Linked DNA regions of Mus musculus: region 1 is linked to region 2. The links are chromatin contacts, called in public promoter capture Hi-C maps. All regions are on one chromosome and are shown on one strand. The core of a region is the stretch at or near the end of the contact, and the rest is flanking DNA. Distances in the headings are between cores, read along the strand shown.

Evidence for each region. Promoter capture Hi-C pulls out the DNA fragments that hold promoters and counts their contacts.
Region 1: a promoter capture Hi-C map of pre-B cells shows a contact between it and region 2, with 3 times the contacts expected there. The contact joins two enhancer-like sites. A contact is called at or near these places in 1 of 39 promoter capture datasets (pre-B cells), 2 of 115 datasets of contacts at active chromatin or transcription factors (embryonic stem cells and large pre-B cells) and 1 of 9 other capture datasets (embryonic stem cells).

What each region holds. Positions count from the first base shown.
Region 1 is chr2:35,896,490-35,900,619 of GRCm38.p6, forward strand. All of the region lies in intron 4 of Ttll11 (tubulin tyrosine ligase-like family, member 11), which reads right to left. The region is part of intron 2 of Gm35396 (predicted gene, 35396); the gene reads left to right. Among named protein-coding and RNA genes, the nearest start is that of Gm35396, 15 kb to the left of the region's middle. Within about 2 kb of position 2,597, at least 91 of the 459 cell types and tissues checked have an H3K27ac peak or open chromatin away from gene starts, as enhancers often do. A contact at or near this core is called in pre-B cells, where this site is marked.
Region 2 is chr2:35,257,391-35,261,484 of GRCm38.p6, forward strand. It overlaps a transcript of Gsn not described here. Among named protein-coding and RNA genes, the nearest start is that of Gm39795, 14 kb to the right of the region's middle. Within about 2 kb of position 2,516, at least 86 of the 459 cell types and tissues checked have an H3K27ac peak or open chromatin away from gene starts, as enhancers often do. A contact at or near this core is called in pre-B cells, where this site is marked.

The DNA of each region.
Region 1 (4,130 bases), core at 1,347-3,846, 640 kb after region 2:
CCAGCTTGGTAGATGAACACCCCACGCCCACCCTAACACACACACAAATGGCCTAGGACTCCACTAAGACTTGCTGGGATCCTGGGATAGATTTCTGGGGCTCATTCTTGACTTAACCAGCTTTCCAGAATCTGGCCCACATCACCAGTCTCTTTCCTTGAGGTCACCAGGTCTGTGTGGCACGCCAGCCTTGTCCCATACTCCAGACACTGCCTCTAACAGAAAGCAGGGACATCGGCAGGATTTGCTTTGATGCTATCCTTTTCTTGGGCTCACAGTAGGCCACCTCTACCATCCAAAGCTCAAAACACTTACTCACATACATATTTTTACATATTTCTGGCAGCCAAGCTGTTAAGGGTGAGTCTTTGTGGCTCCATCATGACCAGAACTGTGGATTTCAGGAAGTGACGTGTCAACAGCAACTAAAGTAAAAGAGTGAGTCCTGTTTGAAGGGCTGGCAAGAGCATTCTAGAAACGAGTACTGAAACAAAGTAGGTGGCCAAAAGGAACATGGTAGGAGCTGAGCTCTGATAGAACAGAGAGGATGGATTAGACAGCATCTTATAAATCGCATAGCAGCCAGGGTTGTGAGTGCAATGAAGGCGCCCTTGCCGGGTTTGAGCAAGGCAAGGCAATGTCACCTGACTTGTGCTTCTGAAGCTTCTTGTTGGCTACTGCAGGGTTCTTTGTGAGTTGCATGTGGCAAGAAGGGGATGAAAGAGCAAAGGATGATTCCAGCTTCTGTCTATGTGAATGCTGCTTGCTTACAGAAACAGGAAGAGCTGTGGGTGGCAGGCTTTAGGAGGGAAGGCGCGGGTTTGCTTTTGACTCTGGTGTTTGGTGCCCACTAGCTATCCCAGTGGGAAGAGCAAGGGAGCAATGGTATATATCAGCCTGGAGCTCCAGCAGAGGTCAAGATTAGCAATATAAATTTAGGGCTCAACAGCACTTAACTGATCCCTAAAGCCACAGGGCAGGATGAGATCATTTAGGAAGAGATGGTAGATGTACAAAGACAAGTTTCCAAGAATTGATATCCAGGGACCTCCAATATATTTCCATTAATGACAGGTCCAGAGGAAGAGGCCAGGGAAGAACAACCAGTAAGGTAGCAGGGAAACAGGAGAATGTGAGACCCTTCGGTGTTTGCTGGGAAAACCCTCAATCATGCCTTGAACTCACTTGGGCATCCCCTCTGGGAGCCTTCAGTTGGACAGTTAACTCTCTCCCCTCATCTCATGTGAGCACTTGGACAGCATGATGTATACAGAGCAGGGATTATCTCTGTGAGTCTTTCACACTAACCGGAGCACCCCTTAGAGGCCCTGGCCTCGCCTTGTCCTTAGCTACATGGCCCACACCTATCTCAGGTCTCATCTCAGTGGGTACCCAGGGAATGTGATATATTGCAAAGGAAGAAAATAACATAGTCAGAGTGGACAAGGAATGCTTTACAGAGAAAGAAAGTCTTGAGCTGTACTTTGGAAGGTACTGAATATTGAAACTAGTGAATAGGAGTGAGCAGGCCAGGCTGGCAGAGACAGAGGACCAATGGTCCAACCAGGGAGGCACTGGTGACAACCTCTGGAGAGGAAGCAGATCTGGTGTGGAAGAACCAAGGTTGAGGCACAGGGGAGCTAGGCAGCTGGATTGGGATGCGACAAACACCAGGCTAAGGTCTTGGTTTCCAAACTTGATTCCAAACTTTTATCACCAATGTCCTAGTTAACATCAAAATGAGGATAGTTGCCGATTTACAGTAACTTCAAGGTTACTGTAGGTGGGTAGGTGTGATAACTGTTGTCAGAGTAATAAACACCCATATTCTCACTTATTAAGTGACTGCTGTGTATTGGGGGCTGTTTTACACAGCTCCCTCTTGCTGGAGTGTGCAACAACTCTGGGGTATGGCTACAAACAAGCTTGCTACTTATAGCTAAAAAAATCCAGACTAGAAAAGGTTGACTTGTCGAGCTCGCCAGCTACAGTTGCTGTAAGCAGGAGCTGGAAGAAGCTCAACCCAGTCCATCTGAGAGGGAAACCCCAGCCCTTGACAGCCCCTCCATCCCCCACCCCAATACACTGATTCTCAGCTTCTGCCTGGTGATGTGTATAGGCTGTGGGGTAAGAGAGAGGGTAGAGGACACAGGAAGAGGAGAATTATACTAGGCCTTAGGAAAGCTCTATCTCTAGACATCCAACAGGAGGGTCATGGCTAAAGACAAAATTAGACACGGAGAACAAGAAAACTATACAGTTCAAGCCACAAAGTGTGTTCCCTCTGTGTGTGTTTCTGCCACATGACTGTCTACACCCAGGCTGACCTTGATATTTAAGCCAGGGTCACACTGCTGCCCTCAAGACAGCAGATGTGAGGCTCTGTGGCTGGGGCTGCCTGGGCAATGACAAGGCAGAGGCTGAAATGACAGGGCAGCTGTGTTCCTCAGCAGCAGATTACAGGAAATCTGACCACAGCAGAGCCGTGCCAGCTGTTGCTTGGCCACCATGTTTTCCAAGTCATTACTGTGGTCATGGCTGGAACAGGGTCACAGTCACATGCCCCAGATGAGTGTAATTTGGTTGGCCAGGGTTTACGCTCTGTAACGCTGCCATCTGGCCAGGTCTTGCTACAAGCAAGAAAGACCTGCCCAGCTAAGAAATAACTTCCTGCACTTGTGCCGAGTCTCAACAGTATGCAAAGTGTTTCCTGTGTCATCCATGTCTCACAGGAGTTGGGTGCTGACCCTGTAAGGCAGGGGAGGAAGCTAAGTTCCTGAAGAGTTAAGTGACTTAGGACAGGTCACGTGGCAAATGGACATCAGAACCATACCATGGAAACCTCAAGGTCTGCCCGTGTGTCTAGAGCCCAGCTAACAGCATCCTGAAAGGTGATTCAGACAGAGCAAGCAGGAGTGGACTTGGCTCTGAGTAGGTTCCAAATCCTCTCCCTTACTGCGTATCCAAGGCACTCAGAGCAACAGATACCACTTGACACCTTCTTAAAGCCTCTTCACCTACATCACTTCCCAGTGTGCACACGTGCACGTGTGCACACACACATGCACGCGCACACACACACATGCACGCACGCGCGCGCGCGCGCGCACACACACACACACACACACACACACACACACAGGTGTGAGTGTGCAGAGGGAACCTAAGACACACTAGGTGGTGAGAAAGTCTCCAGTACTTACTATACCAGAAAGGGCTTCATTCCTAGCCTGTCTCATCACCCTGGAAGCGTTTAGCGTGTGGTCAAATAGTGGCAAATGGCCATGAGGTTCTGAGCCCATTTGCTAGCTGTGACCCTAACCAAAGCAGTGGCTCCTGATCTGGACTTTCAGCCCCTACAGCTGGCCCTACCCCAACCTTGGTGGCTGTTGTTGCCTGTCTACTGCAGGACACACACATAATGACCACCCGGTCCTCCTTGCTGGGCCTCTGTGGTTTGGTCATGCTTGCCTGGCCCCATGGGATGCTCTTAGAATAGCCAAACAGGCATGGCCACACTTGTCCTCAGGGATGAACCCAGGGTGTGACCCTCACTTTGTGGTGGCCTGGGTTGGGACTTCTTTGTTCTAGCACTGTCCTGAAGTCCTCCTCAGTAGCCCTTTCTAACCATCTCCTCACGGCTATTGCAAATACCTGCTTAAGAGCTGCAGGCTCAGAGAGCAGGATTGGCATAGGACCATGGATGGGACTCGATGGGACAATTACTACTTCTCACACTGTCTCAATCCCTGGCCAGAGGCTTTCACCTGATGATCCTGCTGATGGGGGCAAAATCCCTGAGTCTCTGGATCTGGAGCAACCCAGTGTGTTTGTGGGCTGGTCAGTAGGTGTCTATCTATGAGAGAGACATTGCTCTGACCCCTCTCTTCACTCTCATCCCTTACTGCCTTCAACCCTTCTAGCTGAGTCAGGAAACACCCAGATCTCCTTTGACAGAAAAAGTGATAAACTGTGTGTACTTATGTGGTGTGCACCAGTGCAAGCCAACCCATGCCACTAGCCCCAGCAATGGGCCAGACCTTTGGGCCATTGCCTGTGAAGGAGCAGGCGCTTCAGAAGGTGGGAGTCACACTGGGGCTGATATGAAGCTCGGAAGCGAGTCAGATAAG
Region 2 (4,094 bases), core at 1,266-3,765:
AAAACTTAACTGTCCTGTCCCATTCCTACAGACCATATTTCTGACCTGGTCACCAGGGCTGCTGAGCCACTTAGTACTGACCCCTCTCTGTGGAGTTGCACCGCATTTCTGAGTGTGACCCAAAGGCCTGAGTCACACAGTGAGACCGTGGCAGGGGATAGACCCAGGTCCAGCCCACTCTTTCTGACTTCTGTGAGACCTTAGACTCTATGCTGTAAAGGCCAGAGGCCCCACCCTGTCCCCTACAGTTGGGGATGAGGTTGCTATTCCTTGGAGGATTTTGAAGTAAGGATGATGAAGGATGTGAACAAGGGACCAGTGGCTTCCAGCTTCTTTCAGACTCTTTCCCTTCCTTGGGCCTCCCTATTTGTAAATGCCAGGGAAAATCATAAAGAGCCAAGGGAGCTTGGCTTGGCACTTGTGTAAATTACACAGCAGCAAAGGTTTCCGTGTGAACCAGGGGAGGGAGTTTACTCCAGAATTTTCCATAGTCTTTTTATTAGGGACTCTCAGAGCCAGGGGAAGCTCGCCTGTCAATCTGTTTCCTTCCCTCCTACCCTGATGTGGCATTCTCTGGCTTGTGCTCTGGTCCTGACCTTGGAGGGGCCCAGGAGCCCTAAGGAGAGCTCCCTAAACTTCTAATCTTGACACATCTAGGTGATAGTTTCTTCAGCCATGTAAGAGCGGGTGACTAATTGTGTCTGGGTGAGCCAGGCCTTGGAAATGAGTAACAGTTTGCCAGGGGAAGAGGGCTGGGGAAGGAGCTATTCTAAGAAGCAGGGAAGCTTGTGCAAAGGCACTGAGCATCCTTCATGACTAGAATGGAGGGCACAGGGTTGGAGTCCTGGGACTGAGAGTGTTAGGTGAAGGCAGAACTGACAAGGATACTGGGACAAGTTTGTCACCAGGGCAGTGACCAAGAACTCTCATTGACGCAGTGACTGAGGTGGGAGTTCATGGGGAGGCCCTGAGGAGGTGGCCTGGTAGTCAGCAGGCAGATCCAACCCAGAGCAATGCCTGCTGGGCAGATCAATGGCAGATCCTGGAAACTCAGCTTCAGGTTTATGGGAGCTGGACATTTTATCTGAAAACAGATGAGGCGAAGCTCGCAGGTAGATACTGTTACGGTTAGTGTCTCCCTGTTGCTGTTTTTCTTCTTAAGAAAATAATTCTAAATTAAAAGAGACTATAGCTATGAATCGAGGGACAGTCAGTCACATAGGCTGCCTTGTCTTGGTTGTCCCACTGTGAACAGTGGTCTGTGCAAGGACACGCACTGTTACAGGGAGAACTGTACACAGGAGGGAGGACGTGGTGTTTCCTGGTCATCTGGAGCCTGTGGGTTCCTCCCCCTAACTCCAGAAGGGAAATTTGGCTCTTAGATGACATGTTGTCTGGCCATAGAGATGGTATCATTCAGGCCTGTAGCGCTTTGCTGAGACATTGATCTCTGGTTTTCTTCAAGGAAACTCTTCTGGCCCCAGCCCACAATTTTTGAGTATTTGCTGACTGGAGGTGATAAGTTAGAGGGCAAGAGAATGAAAGAGAAATTACAAGTGATAGCTTAGGTGTGTGTGTGTGTGTGTATGTGTGTGTGTGCACGTGTGTGCATGTGTGTACTCTGGTGTGCATCCATCAGTGCATTCACAGAGGCCAGAGGTCAATTCCAAACATCTCCTATCACTTTTTACTTTATTTTTTATTACGTTTGTATTTGCTATTAATTTATTATTACTGTGTGGGTGTGTGATATATGTGTGTGGGCACACACATGGAAGTCTGAGAACAGCTTTGTAGAGTCCATCTCCCTTTCCACCTTTACTTGGGTCCTGGGAACCAAACTCTGGTCATCAGGTGTGTGTAGGAAGTGGTCACTCTGCTTAGCCATTTCTCTGGCCCCTCTGTGAACCTGGTGTTCAGCAATTCAGTAGGCTGACTGGCCAAGGAGCTCCAGGGATCTACGGGTCTCTCTAGTCCCCTGACTTCAGCCCTGGAGATACAGATGTGCCTCCCCCCTCCCCTGCCCTCGCCTGCAGCTGTTACATGTGTGCTGGGGCCTTGGCATGCACAGTTCGGGAACGCTGGAGAGGCCTCGGGACTATTTATAAACACATATGTTCTTTACCATCAACAGGTCTGCAGAGTGTGGATCAGTCTCCTATCTATTTTTAGGAAATTAATGCTCCTGGACCCAGGCAAGGTCTTTTGTTAGCTGGGCACCCAGCCAGAACTGCATTCTTCCTTTCTACTGTTTGACAAACTCTTAGACATCCCCAAGAAGCGCTGGAAAGGGAGTCGCCCTGTTACCTTGTAAGAAAATGTGGGCTGAAGCAGAGAAAAGCGGGTCCCAGGAGTTACGTGTGGTGGTGGGGGGTGGGGGTGGGGGTAGCTGGGCCATCAATGTTTAGGCAGCCGAGGGAGGTTAAGTAAAAATATCTCCTTCCTTCCAGCTGAATGAGCGTGTGTCATATTTCAGCCTGATGTGGTTTGTGAACTTGGAGACCACAGGCAGGCTTAGTTCCTTCTGCCTCTGACTTCCCCTCCCCCTCTTCTTGAGAGACGTGCCTACTTGCTCCTGCCCTGCCTTGGACCACAGGGGCAATTGCAGGGTAGGGGAGAGAAAAGCAGAGGGTGTGGTGGGTGAGGCTAGGCAGCTAAAAGCCTGGGTTGGGGTCCCTGTCTGTGCGCTGACAAAACGAAGGGTAAGGTTTGGTGCCGGCGTGCTTTTTTAATGGACTCCAGCTATCCTAAAACTCACTCTGTAGATCAGGCTGGCCCGGAACTTAGAGAGATCCACTTGCCTCTGCTCCTGAATGCTGGTATTAAAATTGTGTCCCAACATATCTGATCAGTTTTCGGCTTTGTTTTGTTATTTTTTTATTTTTTCTGGTTATTGTCTCTCCTAATCTGGCTTTTTTGAGAAGACTCCAGAAGGGTCTGAGCCATGGAGCCTGGTGGGAAACTGTTATGAGGGAGCCTGGCTGGAGGGAGTGGGCTTCCTTTATTTTGCTAAGTTGGTTAAGCAAAGGGTGTCTCGTTACTTTCCAACCTCAACAGATCTATCATTTGGTTCAAGTACTTATCAAGCAAAAGATATATATATTCCATGTAAGTCAGCCTTGAGGGTGGGGCTCTTGATTTCTCTGTTGTAGAGGCTGTGGCTGTGGCTGGGCTGGGCTGAGTAAATACTAATTAAATTTGCAGGGTGGCTTAGTGGCCTGACTGGGGGATGTGCTTCATCTCTTCATGGGCCTTCCTTCCTCATGGTAACAAGAGCTTGTGATAGAAAATTTGGAAAATGAATTTCTTTTAAAGGATAAAACCAAAACCAACTAAACAAAACCAAAGAACTATCCATAACTGCCACCACTACAAAATTTGGTATGTTTCCTTCCTGTATTTTCCTTCTTAAAAAAGATTTATTTCATTATTTTTATGTGTATATAATTGTTATCTGTCCATTGCCTGTCCATGGAGTAAGTCCATCCTAGTGAGCAATTTTTTAATATGTTCTTTAAAAATTTTTATTTACATTTGTGTGTGTGTGTGTGTGTGTGTGTGTGTACATGCCAAGGCAGGGGAACAGAGGTCAGAAGACAACTTTATGGAATATATTCTCTCCACCCTGGGGGTCATGAGTCTTGCAGTAAATGCTTCCACCCACCGAGCTACTGCTTGCCCCTGAGTTCTTCCTTCATTATTACAAATGGAGCTCCTGGCTCAGTTGTGATGTGTTTTATAGCTTTTGTTACATTTTGCCAAATTGTTACTCAGGAAGAATAACAGTGGTCCCTGTTCCTAGCACACTTGGTGGGGAAATGGTATTCTTGAAGGAGTACTGTAGCTGGGTATCTAAAGTCTAGCTGTTCTAGACTTCTGATCCAGGGACCACTTTCCTAAAACATTAGACTTCAGTTCATTCTCTCAACAAATCTTTTGCACAGCCAAGTATCAGAAAAAGGTAGAGTTGAGATTCTAGGTCAAAGAGCAGAGGGAACCTGGTTCAGTCCTGAGTAGTTTGCCTCTCTAGGCTTTGGTTTCCAGAGTAAAGTTAGGATTTCAACACCAGCTTCCTACATTTTTTGTTAGTTTGT